Regions from separate parts of the Mus musculus genome. Here region 1 is linked to region 2. The links are chromatin contacts, called in public Micro-C maps. All regions are on one chromosome and are shown on one strand. Each heading gives the region's core, a stretch centred on a gene start, on an enhancer-like site or on the middle of the called end of the contact. The rest is flanking DNA. Distances are from core to core; before and after follow the strand shown. Region 1 has its middle 36 kb from the start of Gm40908. Region 2 overlaps Slc22a23 (solute carrier family 22, member 23).

Evidence for each region. A called contact is a pair of places that touch in the nucleus more often than the background predicts.
Region 1: a contact with region 2 is called in a Micro-C map of trophoblast stem cells, with 5 times the contacts expected there. The contact joins two enhancer-like sites. A contact is called at or near these places in 5 of 484 Hi-C or Micro-C datasets (conventional type 1 dendritic cells, embryonic fibroblasts, liver and 2 more), 1 of 115 datasets of contacts at active chromatin or transcription factors (astrocytes) and 1 of 9 other capture datasets (adipose tissue).

What each region holds. Positions count from the first base shown.
Region 1 is chr13:34,444,206-34,448,394 of GRCm38.p6, forward strand. No RefSeq gene overlaps it. Among named protein-coding and RNA genes, the nearest start is that of Gm40908, 36 kb to the right of the region's middle. Within about 2 kb of position 2,751, at least 19 of the 459 cell types and tissues checked have an H3K27ac peak or open chromatin away from gene starts, as enhancers often do. A contact at or near this core is called in trophoblast stem cells, where this site is marked.
Region 2 is chr13:34,191,372-34,195,519 of GRCm38.p6, forward strand. It overlaps Slc22a23 (solute carrier family 22, member 23), which reads right to left. Exons shown (of 10, transcript NM_001382849.1): 7 at 3,881-4,113; 8 at 2,023-2,055; 9 at 785-908. Among named protein-coding and RNA genes, the nearest start is that of Gm52037, 4.5 kb to the right of the region's middle. Within about 2 kb of position 2,265, at least 83 of the 459 cell types and tissues checked have an H3K27ac peak or open chromatin away from gene starts, as enhancers often do. A contact at or near this core is called in trophoblast stem cells, where this site is marked.

The sequences.
Region 1 (4,189 bases), core at 1,501-4,000, 250 kb after region 2:
GGAGGAGGAGGAGGAGGAGGAGGAGAAGGAGAAGAGAAGAAGAAGAAGAAGAAGAAGAAGAAGAAGAAGGAGGAGGAGGAGGAGGAGGAGGAGGAGGAGGAGGAGGAGGAGGAGGAGGAGGAGGAGGAGGAGGCAGCCTTGCCCTGTGAGTTAAGCCTGCATGGAGGTCAGCCACATGGTGGTAGGCAGTCACATGGCAGGGAGCAGGGCTTCAGGGAAAGGGTCAGGAAGTCCAAGGTGTTAGGGGAACTGCTTAAAGCAGAGACACAGAAAGAAATGTTTAAGGTTTTAGGAGTAATGAAGCTTCATGGTTTTGGCCCTGCAAGAGACAGCCCTGTAGGCAGAAATTCTCAGAAGGGAAAGCACAGTATCTAGTTGGGGGGTGGGGTGGCTAATTATTCTGCCCATTTCTTTATCAAGGCTTTAGTAGTGGTCCCCAACCTTCCTAATGCTGTGACCCTTTAATACAGTTCCTCACGTTGTAGTGACTCCCACCCATAAAGTTATTTTCATTGCTACTTCATACTTGTAATTTTTCTACAGTTATGAATTGTAATATAACAATTTTTTGGAGATAGAGGTTTGCCATGGGGGTTGAGACCTACAGGTTGAGAACTGCTGCCTTATGGTTTCCCAGGGATGGTCCCTTGGCCTGGTGATCAACCAGGTCAACTGGGATGCTAAGTCACCAGCTATGCTTGAGATTTCATCTTAGCCATAAGGCACTAACTTTCCATTAGTAGACCTTTACTGATCTCTCCTCTACCCAACCCCATGAAGAAATAACCCTAAAATCTTTTAAAAAAAATGGAATTGGGGCATAAATAAACCTCATTTTCACTATGAGAGCCGGTTCCAAATCTGTTGCCTGTTTATTATGCTCAGGCTGGAGTTTTGCTTTCCCTGGGTCATTTGTAGACTCCAGGCAGGGGGGAATCAATGAAGAGGACAGAGGAAATCTGCACTCCCTTCAGAGAGAGAACCAAGGACATCCTTGGAATCGCTGCGTTTGGGACCCCTGCCCTAAGCAGCCTGTCCAGTTTCCACCTCCCATTCTTACCATCCCCAACTCTGAAGAGGTAATCCTAATTGCTATTAGGGAATCCAGGGAATGACCCATCTGACTCCTTAGAGCTGAATGTGAGAAATGGGTATGTCAGTTCTAACAGATTTTGATTTGGGCATTAAAAAAAATATCCTCTGCAGGGCTGGAGAGGTTTGCACTGGAAGGGGGCTGGCTGCTCTTCCAAATGATCTGAGTTTATTTCCCTGTACTCACAAGAGTCTGTGACTCCAGCCCCAGGGCATCTGGTCCCCTCTTCTGGCCTCTGTGGACACCAGTTACACACAGTGGTACATCGACATACATGCAGACAGAACTCTTATACACAAAAAGTAGATAAATAAAGAACAAACAAACGAACAAACAAACAAACCTCTGTTCTAGCTTCCTTGGCTTTCTACCTAAGGCCTGCAATGCCAATACTTCGTGCCTTAACCTCTCCTTCACTTATCTTTCCAGGTGCCAGAGATGAGGGATTCCTTCCCTCCATTTGACAGTTGCACACATAAAACCACTGATGCACTTTGGGGCTTTTAAAATTTCCTTGAATTTTAATGAAGTAGGATCTATTCATTTTCTTCTTTCTCTATCCCCTCCCCCATTTTCACCCAGTGCTAGAGATCAAAGCCAGGGTCTCCCACATGGTAGGTAAGAGGCTTTTCATTTTGTATGTATCTGTTGTTCCTTGGGCAACTTGCACTTTCTTAAATTTTTTTGCTTTCAAAAAAGTCTCCCACTAACCTGGAACTCACTGAGTAGACTAGACTGGCAGGCCAGTGAGCCTCAGGGATCTCCCTGTCTCTGCCTTCTCAGCTATAGATTATACAGTCGCACAACCTTACCTTCTTACCTTACCTAGATGTGTTTGTTGGATGTGGGTTCTGGGATCAGAACTACTTTATTGTCTGAGCTATCTCTCCGAAGATGAATGAGTGTTCTCAAAATATGTTGGCCATTTGTATTTGTCCTTTTATAATAAACTTGCTTATTTATTCCATTAAGCTTTACTTTTTCTTCACATATATTACTGCATTTTCTGCACTGTGCTTGGTCGCCCCCCTCCACCCCGCCCACCACGACACACTTATGGGTCTTGCTAGGTAGCTTAGGCGGACTGGGAATTGGAGATCCTTCTGCCTCCAGGCTCTGAGTGCTGATATCACAGGCGTGGGTTAGATTGCTTTTGAATTACCATGAATTACCCTTTAATTACCGCCACGTCATGTCACATGCAAACCAAAGACAAAGAAGTCTCAGGAACTTCCAGTTTGGCCAACTGTACTGCCCTCGGGTGAGACAGGCAGGCCAGGGCAGGGCTATGAGCCTGTCTGATGTGCATTCTCAGTGGGCGAGCTCCACACACAGGCAGGCAACAGTTCCAGCTTGCTGACTTGGGAAGCAGAGCCCCCCCCCAACCCCCCAAGGGGCAAGGACTCTGCTCATGGCCCACTGGAGTGGAAGTACTTCAGGTGCCCAGGTCAGCAACTCTGTGTAGAAATGGGAGACATAGGCTGGGAAGGATATCAACCATGCCCACTTGGAGAGCCTGTTCATGGGACAGACCCCCTACTCTAAAAGGGAAATCCTAGGCTCCCACTCCTGTGGAAGGGCAACTAAGTCTCCACCCAGGCTGCTCTGACCCAGGCAGCAATGAAAGGCAAGAGTCTCTTTGACAGGTCAGTGAGAAATTGCTCAGGGCCATCTCAGCCATCAAAGTAAACACCATAAACCTTTTCCATGGGCCATGCCAGGCCTAGGCTGGCTGTGTTCCAGGCCCTCATGGCCATTGCTTCTGAAACTAGTTATGTGTTTGTCTTCAAAGACCTCTGCTATCATTAACAAGGGGAAGGGAGTTGACATTTATTAAGAACCTACTAAGTGCCAGGTACTGCTGTCAGCATATTCCAGTAGGCAGATTCAACTAAGGGAGGAATGGTCACCTGGGACTTGCATAGTTCAGATGAGAAAGACTTGTTCTTTAAGGTTTCATATGTAAAATAAGGAAGAAAAATCAAGGATCTGGAAACCAAACCACTCTTCCCAGTCACTAATATCAACAGCTTAGTTGCTAAGAAGTGTGAGGAGGAAGCAATACAGGAGTTGGGTTAGCAGCTAACTAGGAGGATTGCACACCAGTGGTCTACAGCACTTAAGGCCACTAGTGCTAACACAAACTTATCATGTAGTTCAAAATGACTAGAAGCAAAGATGTTGAAGGTTCCCAGTACACACGCATTCGAGAGTGCGCGCTCACATGCGTGCGCTCCCCTCCATACCCCCCTATCACACAAAGGTGCTAAATACAACCACTCACCAATCTGATCAGTGCATTGTAGATCTGTGTCACACTATCACAACTTGTGTCACAAACATGCACAATTGTTAGTTAAAAATTGAAAAATAGATACACACTCTTTTTTTTTTAATTAGAATTTACTTTATTTACATTTCAAATGTTGTCCCCTCTCCTGGTTTCTCCTCTAAAAACCCACTATCACCTCCCCCATCCCTCAAGCTCCCCTCCTCATGCTCACCAACCCAGCCACACCCACTTCCTGGTCCTGGCATTCACATACACTGGGACATAGAGCCTTCACACGACCAAAGGACTCTCCTCCTGTTGATGACCGACTAGGCCATCCTCTGCTACATATGCAGCTAGAGCCATGAGTCCCACCATGTGTTTTCTTTGGTTGGTGGTTTAGTCCCTGGGAGCTCTGGGGGTACTGGTTAGTTCATATTGTTCTTCCTCCTATGGGGCTGCTAACCCCTTCAGCTCCTTGGATACTTTCTCTAGCTCCTTTATTGGGGACCCTGTGCTCAGTCCAATGGTAGGCTTCGAGGATCCACCTCTGTATTTGTCAGACATTGGTGAAGCCGCTCTGAAGACAGCTATAACTGGCTTCTGTCAGATCCAGGACTGGCTCACCTGGAGATCCTTCCCATATACAATCACCAAACCCAGACACTTTTGTGGAAGCACACTCTTGCCCTTTGTGATTCTAGATATGTTGTACGTGTACACAGTATCTTATAGCATCAAGTCAAATTTATTATATATTTACATCTGTAATCTATTTCATATAAAGCATAAACTTATCATACAGTATATATTGTACAATATGC
Region 2 (4,148 bases), core at 1,015-3,514:
AAGCCCTTTGAGCTTAGGGAAAGGCACACTTCTACCCAGTCTGGGGTTGTGCTGTCTCACTTACCTTTTTTAATTAACTGAATCGTTGATACAATTTTGGATTAGTGATTAGCTTCTTAGGCCAGGAGGAAAAACCAAAAAGGTTCTATGTAACCTTGTATCTTTCTTATTTTTTATTTTTTGTATAGCTAGGATGGCCCTGAACCTCTGCTTCTGTCTCCCAGGTGCATGTACCACCACACCCAGTTTATGGAGTGCTAGGGATCGAACCCAGGGCTTTCTGCATGCCAGACAAACAACTGAACTATATCTGCTGCCCTCAACTTTTGTTGAAATGGGGTCTCCCTGTGTAGGCTGAGAAGTCTCCACCCTCCTGCCTCAGCCTCCTGAGAATCTAGGATTATTGGGGGCATGTATACCTTTTTTTAAAAAAAATCCTTTCTTCCCAAGTCTCTCAGTGGACTGGAGCAAGGGTGATTTTCTTATCTTTCCCCCTTTCTATCCCTTGCCACGTTTCTTGTACCTTAAGCAGCTCCTGTTTCCATGTCTCTGGTAACTGTCTTGATGGGACCTAGGGTTATGTTCCTACCTGGCCTTGGGAGTCAGGGTGGAACTGATCATCAGACTGTGAGTCAGGCAGCCATCATGCCCTGCATGCCACACCACACCCTGGTCCTGCAGCCAAGGTGGGGCAGAACTGAGGACAGTCCTTACACACAGGCCTCTGTAGACAAGGACCAATCTAGAGATCTGAGAAAAGGTCCCACGTTATCCCGGCACCCACCTTATCACTGTGGGAGTGATCTCTGCACAGAAGAAGACACTGAGGCTCCCCACCGCATGGGATGCAAACATTCCCACGATGGAAAACGCAATGGAGAACTTGTCCTTGACGCTGTCACTCATCCCTGAAGGAGAATCCAAAGAAGGCGACCATGAGGTAGGAGAAAAAGGAAAAGAACAGAAGCCAGGCAAGGGGTGAGCTGAGACGAGAATGGGGGAAGGGAAGCCAGGGATATCCCAGGAGCTCGCTCCTCCCCAATGACTAGTTTGTGATACAGTTGGGCATGCAGTGGCCTTTGGGTGAGCAGTCCTCTAGGCCGAGGAGCCTGGAGTCCTTTAAAGCGTTCTCTTGGTGTCTGTTAGTGCCTTGGACACTAAGCATGCTGAGCTCACAGTGGCCAGTAGAATTACTCAGCCAGAAGCTATGCCAGGCAGGCTAAGGTTCTCCTGTTGCCACAGTGCTAAGGTGCCCACTATCTGCCCTGGATTCCAGGCTGCAATCTCAGGGTGGACCCACCCAACCCAGAGTCAGTGCTGATTTAAGTATAGAAAAACTACACATGACCCAAATGGAATAATTCATGGGCCCCGAGGGGAGGGAAAGCATTCAGCAGTCTCTATGCCTACAGGTGGCACTGGAGCCTAGCTAGCACGAGGCAGTACTGCACACAGTGTTGGCATGCGTAGGGGCTGTGCTTCTCAGCTCAGCTTAGTTTCCCTCAGGGCTGCATGGAGGGCAAGTGCTGTCATGGGCACTGGTAGCATGGGTTTGGTGGGGGCAGGCAGGTTTCATAGCAGCATGGGATATAGGGCAGCACCTCTGCTGTTCTCCCTCCCCCCTCCCCCATTGGAGAGCAGCAAGCTTGCATGAGTCATGAGGAGATAATGGCTCTCCCTGCAGCAAGGACGACCAAGCCCCAACCCTCCCACCTTCTCATCCTGACTAGCTGCTGACCAAGGACAAAAGCACTGGTGCTGGATCGGGGGCTGGGAGGGCATGCAAGCCAAGCTGCGCACAACCAGGGAGACAAGAGTGGCTTCCTCTAGCACAAGATGGGGATAGAGAATACAAATATATGCTTATAGTGTCCAACCTACGGCCAACTTCAGCTGCAATTCTTGAAGGGCAAAGAATGGAAGGGAGAGAGGAAACAGAAACCGATTGGTGAGTCCTTGTGGCAACTCTTGTGCGGACGTAATAGAAGCCAAGGAAGCCCAGGGAGAATCTTCAGTACTCACCTGAGTCTGGATGCTGGCTGTATTTGCCGATCACTGGAGCCGCGATGGGATGGACGCACCCACATACACAGGGTAACGAGAGTGGGAAAGAGGAAGAAGGCTTGTGAGGTATAGGGTGGCTGCCGAGTGTTCCCACATGAATTGTTTCTATGTGAACTTCCTTTTAAGTCTGAGTTGGTGCTGGCTGCCTGGGCAGTGGAATTCACACTGGACTAAACAAAGACCTTTTTGTTTGAAGAGAGGGCTAAGGCCCTATTTGCCACGGGGTCTGGGAGACAACACAATCCTGCAGAGAGGATCCAAGCGGACCTGAACAGAGCCTCTCTGCATAGAAAGTTATTCAAGTGGTACTCTTGGTCTGTGCCATGGGGTATTGCTCACAGTGAGAAGGCCTATCAGGCCACATTTATGCTTCTCCAAACCCAACTCTTCATAACTCCTGCCTTTTGCCCGGAGTCCCTGTGGCATTCCTGTTCAATACCAAAGAGGGCAGGTGGGATACTCTGGGTGCTGAGGGACCCTGACATATTTGTCTCAACTGAGTAAGCTGGACGGAGGCTTTCTGAAAGGTCAGCTAGGCAGTGTCCACCCAGGGCGACAGAGAACAGCTATTGGTTTTCTATCTTTGTTATCACCCAAGCATGATAGATAAGAACACAATTACATTAGGAAAACCACCTGTTTTGAAACCAGCTCTTCTGTAACCCAGTCTGCACCAAGGCTGTCATGACTTGTGGTGCAGGGGACAATAGGTACGTTTCACTATGCAGCTGGGGTAAGCTTTCCTCCAAAGAGGGGTGTTCAGTGGCACCCATTTCCCTGTGTTCTGAGCCTGTCCCAGGGAAGGGGTCTAGCATGAGAAGATGCCAGTGGTCTGCACTGTGTTCTGGGCAGGTGGGAAGGAGGCAGTGGGATTTTTTGTACTTAGGTGAGTGGTTATTTATGAGGATTGCACAGCAGTTAATGAAGGACTAAGTGGGCTCTCTAGATTTGTTTTAAGGTGATATGTGACATTTACCGAATACTTTGATAAATGATAAATTTGGGAAAATCAATAGAAAAACTGTGTCCCACACAAGAATGCCCAGACTTTCACTCTATTGTTGAAGAAGGACATGTCTGTCCTCCTTATGTGAAAAGCATACAAACGGTCTGCCCATAGTGAAGCCATGTTTACAGGGACACACACAGAGGCTTGGGAGTTACAGTGCCTCCAGAGAGCTCTTCTTTGGGGCCATAGGCCTGTGGCCTATGTGGGTGGGAGGAAGAGGGGAGGCCTAGCAGTTCACAGAGTCAGAGGACAGTATGTTCTACTAAAATTCCATCCTTCCTGAAGCAAGTTCTTGTGGCTATCGATTTCAGAATGACACTCTCAGGACATAGAAAACTTCTCTCAAGTCTCATCTAGTCCTTCCATTATAGTTTTGATCTTTAAAGTCCCCCAAAGGCCATTATGTTGAAGGCTTGGTCTCCACCCAGGGCAGTATGGGGAAGCAGACCTTTAGGAAGTAGAGCGTCATGGGCGCAGAGTCATGTACTTGAAGGTGAGCTCTCAAAGAGGACATTGGGACTCTAGATCCCTTTCTTTGATTTCTACATGCCATAAAGCAAATGCATTTCTCTGCCATATACTCCTTTCATGTGTTGTCCTGCTACAGGCTCCAATGGGTCAACAAACCATGGACTGCTTGAAAAGTCCAAATCTGTAAGCCAAACAAACCTTCCTTCTCTTTAAGTTGATTGTCTCAAGTATTTTGTTACACAAACAGAAAGCTGCCATGCCTGCCAAGATCTCTGGTATTATGCTAGCTCCCTTCCCTAGCATTCTTGCCTTGCCTCCCTTTTCCAGCCTACTCACAGTTGAGAAGCCCGAGCTGTAGAAGTGAGGCCAGGGCAGTGAGGATCATGAAGAGCAGCAGCCCTCCCCTGCGCCCGAGGAACTTGACTACCAGACACATGGCTAGGCAGGAGGCCAGTGCGATGCTGGCCATGGTGTAGTAGTCAGCGTAGAAGTTCTCCAGGAGCGGCACCTTCACTTCATGGCCCATCATGCTTCTTGCAAAGCAGTGGTGGATCCCGTACCCTGTCAGCCTGCAGGAGACACGCACATACACACACTGAGAGGC